Linked DNA regions of Lactuca sativa: region 2 is linked to region 1. A link is a contact called in public Hi-C data. All regions are on one chromosome and are shown on one strand. Each heading gives the region's core, a stretch centred on a gene start, on an enhancer-like site or on the middle of the called end of the contact. The rest is flanking DNA. Distances are from core to core; before and after follow the strand shown.

The links. A called contact is a pair of places that touch in the nucleus more often than the background predicts.
Region 2: a contact with region 1 is called in a Hi-C map of leaf, with 8 times the contacts expected there. The contact joins the promoter of LOC111888116 here to the promoter of LOC111888178 in region 1. A contact is called at or near these places in 2 of 4 Hi-C or Micro-C datasets (both in leaf).

Annotation. Positions count from the first base shown.
Region 1 is chr9:160,548,640-160,554,207 of Lsat_Salinas_v11, reverse strand. It overlaps LOC111888178 (protein NOI4), which reads left to right and starts at 3,508. Exons shown (of 3, transcript XM_023884310.3): 1 at 3,508-3,665; 2 at 4,618-4,806; 3 at 5,015-5,368. The coding sequence starts at 3,660. The coding sequence ends at 5,056.
Region 2 is chr9:160,905,543-160,911,110 of Lsat_Salinas_v11, reverse strand. LOC111888116 (nicotinamide/nicotinic acid mononucleotide adenylyltransferase) reads right to left here and starts at 3,355. Exons shown (of 10, transcript XM_042898592.2): 1 at 3,126-3,355; 2 at 2,675-2,923; 3 at 2,508-2,581; 4 at 2,340-2,425; 5 at 2,139-2,222; 6 at 1,942-2,026; 7 at 1,769-1,848; 8 at 1,568-1,669; 9 at 1,430-1,488; 10 at 1,080-1,349. The coding sequence starts at 2,751. The coding sequence ends at 1,244.

The sequences.
Region 1 (5,568 bases), core at 2,259-4,758:
GAAGGGGGGTGGGGGTACTTATATATAGCACAACACATGATTAATTAGTAGTAAATAGGTATAGTGAATGATTAGTTGTGTATTAAGAAAAAAATATTTCTCTTTTCGAGAAATATTTTGACACAAGCTGTTTGAAATCTGTCTTCCAAAAAATATTTTGACCATGTTGAAAATTTATATTATTTGCGTGTTTTCCTTAGGGTGGTCCTAAGAAAACCCCCTTTAAGGGTTTTTATTACTTTGTTATTCATATTAGTCTAATCAATCAAACTTCTAATCAATCAAACTTAATATAATATTTTTATTTTTAATTGTTTAATTTATGTTAATCTAACCATGTTATTTTTAATTTTGTTGATATTAGTTCTGTTTTAACCCATCACATCATGTTTTAGTTTTATTTTACGTTGTTTCACTATTTTTTTAAAATTATATATATATATATATATATATATATATATATATATATATATTGTATTTCTAAAAAAAGTAAGTTTTATTTTTTGCTAAATAACAAGAATAATCTAATAAATAAAAGAAAATAAAAAACAATAAAGGGAAAGAAACAAAAAAATGATATCAAATTAAAGGGTAAATGATTAATTATATATATATATTTTTTAAATAATAAGAATACTCTAATAAATAAAAGAAAAGAAAAAACAATAGAAAACAAAATGGAAAATAAACAAAAAGTTATATCAAATTAAAAATTAAAAAATAAATAATTGATTAGATTGAAGTTAAAAAGATGAAAAATGATAAAAAAAAAAAAAAAAGACAATTATAATACAACCATTAAATATTTCAAACATTATTTTTTGTGATTCATAGACATATATGCATGACAGATACTCTTGGGCCTTAGCTGGTTATATTAGTAATCGCATCTAATAGCTAGAGCAAAAGGTAAGGCCCAATTACTTGGCCTGAAATAGTCGAACCAATCTATACTAAAAAATGGGTGCTTTGCTTTGCGCCACCTCTGGTTTGGCTTTGGGTACCACAATATCTTTCCTCTCTTTATTGCATTACTATTTCTAACATAACCTACTTTTAATTTTTGTCCACGAGTATTCTGGTCAAGTAGTAGTTGTGCCTAGGTTATAAACGAACACGAATGACAACTTGTTCATATTCCTTCGTTTAATATAGTCCAACGAACGAATAAACAAACATGTTTTCTTGTTCATGTTATATTGTTCATTTTCGTTGGTTTAACAAATTATATTGTTCATGTTTATCAACATGTTAGACGAACATAAACAAACGAACACAAATGAACGGAACAAAAAAACATAATTGAGCATATATGAACATAAACGAACATATAATATAGTAATGTAATCAAACACAATTGAACATATATTGACATAAAAGGAACTTAAATGAACGACTATAAAGTTACGTAAACAAACGAACATAATTGAATGAAGGAGACCATTGTTTGTGTTCAATCGTTTAATTAAACAAACAATAATTTATGTTTATGTCCGTTCATTTATTAAATAAACGAACTTTCGCCGAACAGTTGATGAACAATTCGTTAAACTCAGTTCATTTACAACCTAATTGTACCATACCAAAATTTGATGACTAACCAATAAAAATACTCAATTCTAGCAAAATTTAAATTATTATTATTTTGTATAAACTTTATATCAAATTAAGGATAAACACCATTAACAGAAAATTTAAATAGTCGATTTCTATTTTAAGTAACATGTTTTGCGGTTAACTTTGAAAGCTCTATATTTTAAACTAGTTTATAACATAACCTCGGTTATAAAATTTATTAAACTTTCATATTAAAAAATCAAAAATATTAATCAATTATTTTTAAAAGATACTTTTTTAGTTATATAAAATATAATCGTTGATTTAAATATATACATGAAGTTATATCACCCTATAATCTGTATTAATTTTATAATATCTTTTAATCTAATGTTATTAATTCAGTATAATTAGAGTGAGAAAATTTTAAAATTTGAAATTTAAAATGGAAAATCAATCATTAATTTAATGTAATTAGAGTGATAAATTTAAAATTTGAAATTGATTAATAGGTTGGTAAATAGCATGATAAGTGACATATAATATTAATGATGAATTCTAATAGCATGACAATTGTCAATAGGAGAATAAACTTATTCTTTTATTAGAATATGAAGATGAAGATTTGACTGATCATTACTCAAGACTCGAGAGTCAGATTTATATTCTAGGCAATAGTGGTGGACGCAGACTATTTTAGTAGGGGTGTCCCTCATATTTCAAGCTGGTGCACCTAATAGAAAAAAATTAAAAAAAAAATTACACTACGAGCCGGAAATTGAGCAGTGGCCCGGGACCCCCAATTCTCCACATAGGTCCGCCACTGCTAGGCAATAACTTAGGTTATGTTTATCACATTACAATTAATTTATGGGAAAACCTTAGAAAAACCCAACATAATTTCACCAAATGCTTAAAAAAACCACTATATTATTTTTTAGTATACTAAAACCCTTATATTTTCTAAAATTCTTATTTAAGGTTTTATGAGTTTAGAAAAACCTACTCTATTTTCATGAAAGGATTAGAAAAACCATTATATTATTTTTTTAGTGCATTTAAACCCTCGTATTTATAAAAAAAATTATTCTAATGAATTGTAACAATAGAAACGTTAAGAATCGAGTACATAACATTTTTGGCTATCTAAGATTTACCGAGCTCAATGCCTTAAATGATACATTTTAAAAACTATAAATGTTTTAACGTACAAAAAAATAATATAGTGGTTTTTTAAGACTTTGATGAAAATATGTTGGGTTTTTATAAGATTATCTCTTAATTTATAAGCTTTTTTTTAAAGTTTTTTAGAATAACTGTTTGGCAAACTAAAAAGTAAGCTATAAATTAATTTTTCATTTTTTTCATTAGAGTAGTTTTTTAAATCAATTATTTTTTCAGCTACCAGTTAGTCAGTCTGCTAAAAATAACTTTAATTTCAAACAAATAAATTATAAACATGTTTAGCAAAAATGACTTCACATACTCTAAACGAGTTGCAAACATTAACTCTTTAACTATCATATGCTTTTTTTTTCGTCTTTTTTAGATTTACATGGTTTGTAGGATATTATGTAATAAGATCATTTTCCTCTCTCAACAAAATTGGTTCATATGAGGTGATAAGATCCTTTTCGTCTCTTAACAAAGTTGGTTCATATGAGGTGATAAGATCCTTTTCGTCTCTCAACAAAGTTGGTTCATATGAGGTATTGTTATTTTTATTTGTGGTTGAAGGTTCAGGTCTCGTTTGAAACATAAGTGATGATGTTATGGTTATTTTAGTAAAAGTATATTAGATTTGAGGTAAAAGAAAAAAAAAACAAAACGTAAATTAAAAACTGCTTTTTGAAAAGTGATTTTTTAAGCACTACAAAGAAAAAAAAAACTTTTATGTAGAAAGTAAATTTCCGTGTTGATTTTAGGGCTTGACTGACGGTTTGAAATTGAAGTCAAAACTCAAAAGACACCGTTCGGTTCCGTTACTAGCGTCGTCTCCCTTTCCATCCTCACGGATTATTCCTCACATATTCCTCTTCCCCCCCTCTCCCTCTCTCTCCCTCTCTAAAACAACAGTGAATCAGTATATCTCCTGCAAATTCATGTCGGTAAGAATCAAATCTATTTTCTTTTTTACTTTCAATCCAACGTTTTCTGATTCCTTTTTCGTATCTTTGTTCGTTACTGCTTGCTGTATAGATCGACCGATCGACCGATCGATCGATTGTATAAACGCGTTGTTTGTATTTGAATTCTGAAATCACTCGATTTGATCGTTTGCTTTTGAGTTTAGGAATTACTTATGCTGTCGCTTGTTGATTATGGTTTCTACTTTTCTAAAAACGACTAAATTTAGGGATTTTGCCGTTAAGTTATCGATCATTCAAATTAATTCCTAATTTAGAACCATCACTGATTTTTTTTCTCTTTCTTTTTACCTTGTATTTACTCCTCTTTTCTGTTCTGGATTAGAATCGGAAAGGTTATAGATGTATGATAATTGGAATTGGAATCTTAGTGCTATTGCTTAGCTACTAGCTAGACTAATTATTCATCTTGTTTTTATCTATTGTCTTGATTGGTCTTCCTTTCAAACTTAAAGTTCAACCCCACCTCTCACTTAACACACCCACACAACTAGGTTGAACCTCTTAACGTAAAGGTACTTGAGAGGGTTTGGTACAATGGGGTCAAGTGTCTCTTTGATCACCTTATTAATGTTCAAATAAATCAAATAACCCCACATCATCATTCTGCTCTATACAACTCTTTCAAAAAAATTTCCACAATGCATTGAACTTTTCAAAAGTTTAATGGAACATTTTTATAAAATCTAATTTATGACATATTTAAGCCAACATGATATCTGACAATGTTAGAGCTTAATCCATTGAATGCCCATTAGGCATGTCACCTCATTCAACTCACCTATTGAATTATGAATTGTAGATGCTTTTAACTTCCATACCTAACTGTAGATGACAGGAATTTTGAATAATCATGATTCTTAAACTGTTTGTTAATTGTGATTTGAAGTTTGGTTTATTTATGGTTTTGCAGGAAGAGAAGGGTAGGCCTTTGCCAAAGTTTGGGGACTGGGATGTAAATGATCCTGCTTCAGCTGAGGGCTTTACTGTCATTTTCAATAAAGCCAGGGATGAAAAGAAAACTGGTGGCAAGCCAGAATCACCAGCTAATGGAGATCCTGGTTATAAGCATTCCTCTGCCCCTGTAAAGAAACCTCCAGCTGTAAGTGTCCCCTTAATCTGGATTTTGTTTTCAAATTTATACTTTTTGGCTGCTTTAATTCCTTTTATTATCAAAACTTTTGATACTCTCAAGTCCCCTGTTCTTTTCTGCTTTTTTCTTTTATTGGGTGTTAAAAAAGACAATCTTTTAAAGTCTTTATACTTGATTGAAGATTATAAGTGCCTAAAAAACAATTTATTTGCAGAAGAAATGGTTTTGCTGCATGCAAGCACCTAATGCAGAATCCTAACATTGTGGTTATTCAGCCAACAAGGCATTCGGGTGCTGGGCCCTACCTACCTACCCCACCAAAACTTTTAGTTTCTTCTGTGTGTTAATGTGTTATATATATATAGAGTCAAGTCAGTCTTCTTGATGGGGGGAGGGAAAATTGAAAAAATGAAGACTTTTTAAGTGTCTATATTACAGATTTTGAAGTTTCTTGCTTCTTTTCTGTGTGCTACTGGTTTATTTTATCTCAATCAAAACTCAAAAGCAAGGCTCATGTGTAGTAACTAGTTGTTTTGCCATGTTATTGCTTTAATTTGGTTTGGTTTGCTTCTGCTATGATGTTAACAGAATTTGTGTTAGATGATGATGAAATATGTTTTCAAATTGATATTACTAAAATCAAAACTTGAATGGGTTAAAATGTATTTAAATTCTTGTGTTTTAACTTTTAAGTTGTGAAGGAAATTAATTCTTTGATGGTATAATGTTATGGTTATATTTAGTTTAAATTGTAGAATAAAAAAACAACGA
Region 2 (5,568 bases), core at 2,106-4,605, 360 kb before region 1:
TATAAGAAAACCTATTGTCCCAAAACAAAAACTGAGCAAAATAAACTCACATAAATAGCAGAACAAAGGCAGGGAAGGGACATCGACTTACCAATGGTGGTGCGCATTTGCTGTGTTGCTCTGGTGGTGGTGATGAGTGGTGTAACGATGGTAGGGAGAAGAACAACGACTTGCTTCAATACCTAAATCATTTGTGTAATTTGTAGGTGGGCGTGATCTTACAAATTTCCATTTGACTAATGTACAGAAATATAAGAGATTTATGTGTAATATGTTTATGTAAAACTTGCCTGGTTTTGGAGGTTTGATTGGGTTCAAATAGACCGAAGCTCAGAGAAAAATAGATGCAAACATGGAGAAAATCAACAGCAGATAAAATAATTCACAGAGAACCTGATTTCTTGAATTATATGGTGTCGATGGGTCTAAGATTTAGGAAATAATGATGATTTGAAAATGCTAAAAATGAGGGAATATGGGTTCAATTAGCGGATGACAAATTCAAGATATAAAATGGGCCGAGTCAAACTAACAAAATTTGTGAATGAATTTGAATTTTAACTGATAGGAGTATGACTTTTGAATTACATATTACTTTGACTTTTTCAATGCTTTGACGGATAAGATTTACATTTTCTATATGTATAAATTGATTGTATATATTGCATTATGGTTTGTACGACTTAATTTTAAACGTTAGACCAAATATGCTTTATAAGGTATATAATAGAGAATAGAGATATATCTCCACAACCATTTATATGTAGCGCTTTTTTTATTCAAAATTAGATACGGGATAGTGGATACAAGAAGAATCCCAAAATCTTTGCGAAAATTGAGATGAAATGTATGAAAATTTAGAAAACCCAAAAGGAAATGATGAAAGTTAATATGAAAGACAAAATGAAAGAGTATTATTAATCATTTTTATCAAACTAAACGTTTGAGCAAGAAATACTACCATAGAAACACTTGTATTTTTTTGGATTTGGTCCAATATGTTTTTTTTTTCAATTTCTCTCTTTATTTTTTTCCTTGAAACGCAATAACCATTTCACATTTCACAGGGCAACACAAAGTTCATTCCCAAATTTTAATTTTTTGTCAACACAAAGTTCATTCCCAAATTTTAATTTTTTGTCAATAATTCAAAAACAGTTATAATAGTATTATTAACATGTACAACAATTCCATTAAAAAATTAGTCTATAAATGCCATGTAACCAGGTAATAATACCATGTGCTACACGTTTTGTTGTTGGTTTGTGTAGAGCTGGTTTCGTTTGATGTAATCAATAACTTCATCTGATGTCAAATACTTCACTGACAAACCCCGCAAAATGCAATCTCTAAAATCACACACAAACAAAATTAAACTCCAAAAATTAAAGCAAAAGTGTTGAATTTTATTGGATTGGAATTTGGATACCTTACTAAAGTTGAGCTAATACGGTTTGGAACTATTTCATCAACCACTTGGATGTTATTCTGCATTATTCAAATTACAAAAATTGGATAAGCTCAAAAATATGCAACAAGATCGGTGAAAAGACGTAAATGCCCCTACCCTGTATTCTGTCAAAATGTCTATGTGTGAGATGATTTTCTCAATGTCTTGACCTTCTCTACGGATACAAACAACACCATAATCTCTGCATATACTCCTCACCTAAAATAAAATGTCAACAAAAACAAATCAGAAACTCATGTTAAGATTTATAGAATTACTGATGAAAAATTACACAAAAATAATAATTTACTTATTTACCTGGTCAGGTATCCAAGCTCCAGGAATGCCAAATGATTCTAGCAGATCAGAGCCACAAACAAGCATCACCTTTAAAGATGCTTCAATTCAGAAAACAAAAAAATTAGAACATTTTGAATCCCAACAAAGGTCTCGAAAAGGGTAATTTGGTCATAACAGGGTGCACTTTGTACCATTAGGTATGAGTCCATTATCAGAAAAGAAGCTTCTGATTCTTGACAACACAGTCAATGAGCGTTGAAATGAAGTTTGTTTTGCCTAAAACAGATAAATAATTCTGCATCAATTAATAAAGAAAACAATAATCAAAACATTTAATATATATTGAATAAAAAGAAAGGCGTTAATACTTTAGAATCAATCCACTAACCTCCCATGCATCCACCATTACAAAATCAGAACTTTTGCTAACTAATTGGCACATTGTAATACGGTGTTCAGATGGTATGAGACCCTATGCAAAGATTATAAAAATAACAAAGTCTATAGTTTTTACTTTTTATGCATAATGCTAAAGAATTTTGATTTGAGTAAAAGAAAATAATGATAAAGTTTCTTTTTCTTCATGTACCTTTTTTTTGTATGCATCGTTTACAGGCGACATATAACCTCCAACCACATTGAATCCTTTTGCGTTAAGAGCATCTCTTGCCAATTCTAAGCATGAAAAAATGAAAAATAAAAAATTGACAATTTGTGTAAACCCAAAAACATAAAATGAGAAAGTAACTATACATACCAAAAAGGCGTAAATGCATGAATGTAGGAGGATTGAAGCTTCCTGTGGATACCAAAACTACATGGATTTTTCCCCTGTGAGAATGTAAGAGGGGTGAAAAAGTAATTATGCATTGTTTATTAATTTTAGAAAGTAATCACTAAAGATGATGATTGTGTAAGACTTACTTTGTGTTGGAATGTGATGAAGCATTTTCCTCAATGGGCACTAACATTAACTTATCAACTGGTAACTCAACATCCATTTTTGTAGAGGCGTTTGGTTCGTATTTTCCTGCTATCTGAAAAGACTGAAAAGCCCCTCATCAACAATGGCAGCCGATTGCTAATTTAGGGTTTCAAATTGATCATGGTGACTTTCAATTAGAGATACACCAAAAAGTCGATATTATCAAGAACGACAGAAGCAATTGATATCTATTCAAACAAAAAAAAGTCAGAATAGCATTCATACACTAATCACCTTGCAAAAAAAGTTATCAGATTTGCAAACGGATACAATTACATAAATGAAAAACAAATTCAACCCAAAAGAGGATATTGTAATCCCCGTTTAATAAAACACACACAGTAACAAGAACACCTACATAATTTGAATAAATAAAATTGCAGGTCTAACCTTGAAATTCGTTCGTTGATAAGTATACTTCAGCTTCAAAGAAAAGCTTCAGTTGAGATAATCAGTGGCAGAAAAATCGAATAAAGCCTTATGCTTTTATAGAAAACGATAAGTCATGTCGATGATATGGTGGTTGATTATTTGCGATTTGGATGGAATCTATTTCTGGAGCTCGATTAGGTAGCGTAATATACGCGGGACAAAACAACATTCTATATAACGTTAGGCGTAGATAGGATTAGAACAAAAGCAAATACGGACAAAGTCATTGGGACTATTTTACCTGATTTCAGTAGGACAGAAGGCACAATGACAAAAAGACCCTTCTATCCCCTCTCTTTCCCCTTCATTGAAACTTCAATGACCCAAACTCCTTCCAATTTCCTAGCAAAACTGGTTTGAATCAGATCGGTGTACCTCCAAAACGAAATCTGTTAGCATAAATGGGTCTCAGTTAAATTTATTGTATATAATTATAAAATAATCACATTACATGTCTAATTTGTAATTGTTATATTATTAAAGACTAGTAGGGAACCCGCGCGATGCAGTAGGACGCGAATGTGATGGTGGTTAATAATTTCATTTTTCTGATTAATTTCCTTTTGACGTGTCGAATCGTCATTTTTTGGTGAATAGTCTCATTGTATCGATTAATTTTCTTTTGAAAACATTTTATTTTCCAAAGAACACGTCCACAATGTATGCATGTTAGTTGGTATTTTATTATTTGTAATTGACATATTTATCAAAAAAAAAAGTAAACCGTGTTCCGGTGTTTTTGGGGTTGATAAGAGTGATGTATTTCCTAGGGTAGTAGTTGGAAAGTGGTGTTCTTATGTTATTGAGATGACTTCACTTTTGATGTTACAGGGTTATGAATATATCTCATAGCCGAATGATTTCATTTTTGACGTTACGGGGTTATGGATATATCTTATAGCCTAAGGATTAATAACCTTAAGCATATGAAGATTATATGTGGACAAATTAAAGAAAATATTTGCTAAAACATTTTTGAATATGGTCGTTAATGACATTAGATAGTATTTTTTGATTTTTTTTTTCCAATTCTTACATTGATAGATCTTGTTCATGAAGAAATCATTTAATATGAAATATCAAACAAATAAATTAACTAATATTAAAAAAATAGAAACACAAATTAATATTAATGCTTATGCATATTATTATTATAATAAATATTTTCAGTGTTTGCTTGTTTGAATCGACAAAATCAGTATTTCATTTATGTTTTTTGTTTATACAAAACATATGTTCATAATTATATCCATATTTAAATACTTATATACAAATTTAAAAACCTAAAAAGATACTTTTAAATTCATCTGAACCCTTTATTTTTTGAACATAATACTTAATACTTAATGAACATAAATTTTTAAAGGTTTAACATCTAAAGTTACTTTGAATTGTCATCGAACTTTGAATAATTGGTTATGGCTATTTTATTTAAAAATATAATCTGTTTTATTATACTAATTATACAATATAACATTATTTCTTAACTGGACTAAGAAGTTGGGGATCATCATAAAGATTAAAAATAAAAAAATATAAAAAATAACTAACGTTATCATTTATATCAACATTGTTGTTTTGTTGATAATTTTTTCTATTTCTCAAAAATTAGTCAATTTATTAAATAGGATTAGAAAAAATAATATGAATGTCCTTTTATTGAATAAGAAAAAACAGTATATATTCGTATAGAAAAAATTAAATATGGTTATTAAAAATCTTAATCCTTAATTCCTACGACGTTAAAATGTACTTTGTTTACCATAACATAAGGAGTAATGGTGAATTTTTTTTTCTTGATAGATATCTTTTTCTTGTTATATTGTAAATATGTTCCAGCATTTTATATATGAAAATTTTTACATAAGTCTTTTTTCAGTAAAATTTTGTATCCTAATTTACGTTTTTTAAATCAAAAGGGTTAAAGCTTAAATTTAAAATCAGTGAACAATTAAATTGAAGTAAATATATTTATTAAAGCTCAACTGTAATTAATTTGATAGGTCATGTTAACTGTATTATAGGGCATGTAAAAACTCCCTTTATTTATTGGGAAAATACCGATAATAGTCAAAAAAAAATGGGGAGCTTTTTCAAAATATAGACACAAGAGTAGACGTTTCCGGATATAGACATGCATTCAGCGGAGGTAGCTCCACGGGCACATGAAAAGTTTTATGCTAACAAATTACATAAACTAACAAATCAGAACTTTCAGGTCATACTGATGAAGGTGGTGCTACAAAATCAAAAATAGAAAGGTTCTAAGAAAGAAAGATCGAACCAGATCTTAAACAAACATACACACATGTACTATCTATCACAAACATACACACATACAAGTCTAAAAATACAACAATATCTTGTAGAGAAATCTTGTAAATGGTGGTGATGAACGTCA